Regions from separate parts of the Zea mays genome. Here region 2 is linked to region 1. Evidence: chromatin contacts called from public Hi-C data. All regions are on one chromosome and are shown on one strand. Each heading gives the region's core, a stretch centred on a gene start, on an enhancer-like site or on the middle of the called end of the contact. The rest is flanking DNA. Distances are from core to core; before and after follow the strand shown.

Evidence for each region. A called contact is a pair of places that touch in the nucleus more often than the background predicts.
Region 2: a contact with region 1 is called in a Hi-C map of leaf, with 4 times the contacts expected there. The contact joins the promoter of LOC103627609 here to the promoter of LOC100191505 in region 1. A contact is called at or near these places in 7 of 25 Hi-C or Micro-C datasets (bundle sheath, ear, endosperm and 2 more).

The regions. Positions count from the first base shown.
Region 1 is chr5:208,550,427-208,553,126 of Zm-B73-REFERENCE-NAM-5.0, forward strand. It overlaps LOC100191505, which reads right to left and starts at 1,425. Exons shown (of 8, transcript NM_001136937.1): 1 at 1,375-1,425; 2 at 1,071-1,210. The coding sequence starts at 1,146.
Region 2 is chr5:208,801,755-208,804,633 of Zm-B73-REFERENCE-NAM-5.0, forward strand. It overlaps LOC103627609 (WAT1-related protein At5g45370), which reads left to right and starts at 1,371. Exons shown (of 6, transcript XM_008647903.4): 1 at 1,371-1,804; 2 at 1,923-2,039; 3 at 2,120-2,411. The coding sequence starts at 1,533.

The sequences.
Region 1 (2,700 bases), core at 175-2,674:
AATTTGTCAACTAGCCGGCTAGCCCAGTAGCCCACACATGGCATGCCATTGAGAATTGTTCAGTCGCAAGATTCTTGCAACAACGTAATAAGTCCAAAACGACGGGGTGCCTTTCCCCTGCGCAGTGTCTAAAAAGCAGCGCTCCACTACGCTACCGGCTAGTCTTTTGCGCACAAAGTCAATGAGGGCCATGGATGCGGCACCGCCCGCACCTGACATTGCAGAAAACAGCCGGGGGACCGCTTTTGATCTGTACAAGTATATTTACAAACCTGCTACTTAGTGCTGACGAACTCTAATCTAAAGATAATCGGAAGTAGCAAGAGGGACTCTGGTTCGATTGTGAGATCCATGGAGAGCCAGCAAGAAAAGGCAAACAAATGCCCGTCAGAGTTACAAAGAGAAAAAAAAGGGTTCATGGAGTCTACGGTCTACCGGCTGTTGCGATGGAAGGAGCAGGCTACCATCAGCTATGAATGCGAACATGTGGTGCGGCCGGGCCGGCCGCCGGTCGCATCAGGTGGCACGAGGCCGCGTGGGCGTGGCTGCTTGCTCCTTTGAGTGCCCTGGGATCTTCCCGTGACCCCCATTACTCGCACGTTCCCAGTGCCCACAGCACGGCCTGCACGGCGCGGCGCTGCAGTCGCTGATCAAGGGGAGAGGGCACTGTAGGGCTCTGGTGGCACTGTAGGGCTCTGGTGAATGGTCACTTCGGCCGTAACCTCGCGCCCACGGTGCCGTGCCTCTCTAGCCTCTAGGCTGTAGTAATGTGTATCCTTTTTTTTATATGAACAAACTTGCTTCTCATCTTCCTGTGTGCGATTTTGGGCAGGCGAACAGCTACTGGATATTTTTGTTTTTAAAAAAACTAGTGAATAAAGTTTGGTAGACCCTAGAATCTAGATTAAAAATCTAAGTTTATAAAAGAGATCCGAGGTACGGGGCAGGCTGAACAGCCCAACGACTGATAACTAGCGCACACCATAAGCCTGCGCTGCGCTGATGCAGGAAGAAAGGGAGAACCAGGGGTGAGGGAGGATCTTGTGGGCAGGGAGGGAGTTTTTGCTTACTGTCGGGCTCTTGGTCCATATCGATGCTGAAGTCTTGAGGCCGCCGCCGGCAGCACGCCAGCGTCTTCATCCTCATCTCCGCCGCCGACCCCTCCTCCTACGCCGCCGCCGCCGCGCCGCGCTAGCGCTACCAGCAGTAACTGAAAGACATGAATGAAGAGGCGAAACCCCACCGTATAGCATCAGGATTTGATGAATGAGGAGGCGGGGGCCGGTCGTCAGACCGCAAACTGCTGCAAAAAAATAAATGCGCTGCGATCTCGCAAAGATAGATGGCACAACACTGTGGAGTCCTCTCCCCTACCGCTCACTGTCTACCGGTACTCCCAAGCGCAATAATCACGGGGCAGCGTGCATGGCGACCGCCCGCAGAAAAGAAGCCCAGCTTTAATTTATTTACTGCCGCGACGCGCCACCACACACCCCGGCCGGACACGGAGCTAGCTCCGAGCTCCCAACGCACACGAAACACCAGGGGTCTCGCAACGCGCCTTTTCGTGATAGGGGGAGGCTGGAGATAGCCTAATGATTAGGCCATCAAAGAAAGGAGGTACACTGTAGCCGGACGAGAAGGAGGTAATCTTGCAATTAGATGCGGCTAATGATAGTGTCCTGATAAGCCGACCGTGAACGGCCTCCACTGGTAGCAGCCGTCCTGACGTACCGCGCCTTACAGCACCAGGAGCATCAGGGGATCCGCGGTCGAGGAGACGACGACGCAGCGCGGCGGCGACCGTGCGGAGGCGTTTGAAATTTGAACTGGGGGGACTGGTGGAGGAAAGGAACTGCCCAATGGGCTGGACAAAAATTGGGCAGGCGTGGAGCCGTGGACTGTGGAGGGGAAGGACGTGCGGTTTTTTTTTTTTTTTTGCGCGTGGTGGGGCTGCAACGGCAAGCGTCGGTCGGTTACTCGGTTAGTGCGGCACGGCTGGGGCAGGGCGCGGCCGTCGCCTCGCCTCGCCTCGTCGTCGCTTTCCCAATGAAACGGGCTGCCGGAAAGCGATGACGACCTGAAAAGGCGAGGAGGCGGGTAGTAAAAACCAGAGCACACCTGCAGGCTGCAGCGGTAAAAAGGCCGGAATTTGACTGTTCTTTTCAGACAAAGCACTCGCGTAGCACGTACAGCAGCGCGCTGATGGTTCACGGCCAGAGTAACCAGCCTTCAATTGACCGCTCTTTCTCTCAACCTTTCTTTCCCGCCTTTGATTACGGCGCCGGCTCCGACTAGGTCAGGTGGCAAGTGCTTGGGTTTTGGTGGGTGGCGCTACCGCCTACGGGACGACACTTGTGTGGGAGGCCGGCGCGAGTGAAGAAAGATGAGAAGAGGGAACTGGAACGGCACGGCCGGCGCCGGCGCCCGCGCCATTCCTGAGATAACATAATAGCAAGCGCTTGGCAAAATGTCGGCGGGGGTAGAGGGAGATAGAATAGAAGGCAGAACAGAAGTACCTTTGCCTGCGGCCGTTGAAGCCAACAGCAGCAAGTCAGCGGCCGCCGCCCGGCATGGATCTGCGAGCGAGAAGAGAAGCTAAATCGACTTAGCCGGGGAGAGAGAGCAACAGCAAGCGATTCATCCAGGGAGAGAGCAAAGCTTCTTCTTTACCGGGTTACCACTGTGGCGGCGAGGGCG
Region 2 (2,879 bases), core at 121-2,620, 250 kb after region 1:
ACCTGGAACCTCCTGGTCTCCTTCATTCTCGGTCTCACACCACTCACTCGATTTGGCGCAATGTTGAATCTGAAACCAGTTGTGATGTCGTGGACTCGTGGCTTACAAATTTGCTTTGTCTGATGTATACGTGCTTGGTCTGCAGCGTCTATGCCAGCTAGCTGCTGTTTTTGCTTGGCCTCGGCTACACCAAAACCTCACGCTAAGGATATATTAGAACCAAACCTCCCTACTCATACAACCATTGTTCCTTGCATCTTCCCCCTGTCCCAGAAAGGACATGACGCAGGGCCAGTTAAGAACTGGATTTTGTCTGCGCATAAGAGAACAACCAAAGATTTTTTTAGTCATAGGCTGAGCAAATTATAATCCACTGTTGTGACAAGAAATAGTCTTTAATTCTTTATATGCCTTCCATTTATATTGCAATCTGAATTCAAGTTTGATATCTTCAGTATACCATAACTTTTGCAAATTAAGTGACTGTAGGTAAGAGCATCTTAGAGCATCTCCAACAATGCCTCAAACTAATGCCTCAAATCGAAATATAGGGCTCTATACAGGAAAAAACACTCCAACAGTGCCTTAATTCAACAAATTTTATAAAAAAACTATAGGGCACTCTCTCAAGTGCCTCAAATATACTACACCGTAGTGGGCTGCCCTATAATCTAGATTTGGGGCTTTACTGTTGGAGTGGGGTGTTTTGTTGGTGCCCTAAATTCTATAAAATTTACTTATTTTTAAATTATAAGGCATTTTTATAGGTCACGTTGTTGGAGATGCTCTTACATAAGGTGCCTCAAAATAGTGCCAAAAAATAAAAATATTATATCATTTAACATGTTTAGGGCACTAAAACATTCTGGACTCTAAGAGCATCTACAAGAGAGGCTCTAAACGTGACTCTATTTTAAAATATATGGCTTAGAATCATAAAACACCCTTCCAACAACGAGCTTATTTTATAAAAATTCATCAAACGGTATCCTTGTTTTCTCTTAATATCCAACCATTTATTTCCTAATAACATGATTTATTTCCTAACTAACATTATTTAAAGTCAAACAATTGGAGTAGAGATATATTTCTTTTGAGGCCCTAAATACTATAAAAACACGGTCATGTTTCACTTTTTATGACTCCAGTTCAACTTATTGTTGGAGATGCTTTAACTGTTAAATCTTAAATCATCTATTTTAGACAGTAAACTGTATTTGATGTAGAAAACAAAGATATGACACTTTAAAATAGATTGCTAATTTGAGATACCGTTGGATGCTCTAAGTGCTTAGCCGAGACGTGGGCACAGCACAGACGAGCCCAATGGACCTGACGCGATTAGCCGAAGCGTGGGCTAGAAAATTTGGAAGGAAAATAGCGGCCTCTTTCATATAGACCAGCCCATTGGACGACGAGGAGTAGACCAACGCAAGCTTAGCCCACGAGAATTGAAGTGGGCGGCGGTTCGGCAAAGGGCAAGGGACGGCGACCGCCCACCGGAGGCGGAGACAGATCGAGATCGGCGGGGGATGGCGGCGCGGGAACGGGACGGTGAAGGGAGGCGGGCGCACTTGACGATGGTTGGCGTGCAGCTCGTCTACGCCGGGTACCACGTCATCGCTAAGCAGGCGCTCAATGTTGGGGTCAACCGCGTCGTCTTCTGCGTCTTCCGGGACCTCCTCGCCCTCTCCGTCCTCGCGCCGCTCGCCTTCTTCCAGCACCGCATCTCGTCCGTGCAGGCGCGTCCGCCGCCTCTCACCCGGCGCCTCGTCGGCTCATTCTTCCTTCTCGGGCTCACTGGGTAAAGCCATCAGCTCACTCAAGTCAGCTACAATAAAGGGGATTCTTCCGCAACGAAGTGCTTTACTGTTTTGCCTGCGGAATTCCGTGCTCTGAGGCTTTCTTTGTTTGGTTTGCAGCGTCTTTGGGAACCAGCTGCTGTTCTTGCTTGGCCTCAGCTACACTAACCCCACCTACGCGGCCGCCATTCAGCCGTCTATTCCTGCCTTCACCTTCATCCTAGCCCTTATCATGGGGTCAGTCTCTCAATCGCGACACTCTACACAAATTCACACTCATACTTGTTTTTGAACTTAAAACACCCCGTGTGTTTCAGGACCGAAACGGTGAGCTTGATCTCAAACGAGGGCAGAGCCAAGATAGGTGGCACAGTCGTTTGTGTGCTGGGAGCCGTTCTCATGGTGCTCTATAGAGGCCCAGCTGTGTTTGGTAGCAGCGAGCTTGAGCTTGATGTTTATAGTCATGGTGTTATAGCTGACATGACACAGCCTGAGCCTGCCGGACCTCTAATATCTTTGTTCATGGCCTTTGGGCTGGAAAACTGGCACATTGGAGTGCTGTGCTTGATAGGGAACTGTCTATGTATGGCTACTTATCTTGCTTTACAGGTATTAGTAATTTTCAGGTTGCTGAGATACTTAGGTTGATGTCTAACATTTGGGATGCTTGATTGTTTGGTTTGAGGATGAGTCCGTTCCTCAAATTTAGGGGAATTACTATTTACTACATTTTTCATACTAGTACTAATTATTATATTATAAAGAATGAGGTAGTGATGGATCAACTTATTCTATTTCCAAAACCATTTCACAAACCAGACAAAAAATTAGAGAGTGGAGTGATGATGGACCACTTCATTGAACAAACCAAACACAGTGTAAGTTTCTAATTTCCAATCAAACGTCGACCCAGTGTAAGTTCTACATGCCTCTTTGGGTTCTACTAGTTGTTTAAGAGGAAGAATTATATGGATCGAGTTTACCGAGAGCGCTATGGTTGATATACGTTCAGCTTTAATAGCTTGCTGGTTGCCTTCCCTCCTGGAATCCTGGGTGTTCAGCCTTAATAGCTTGTTG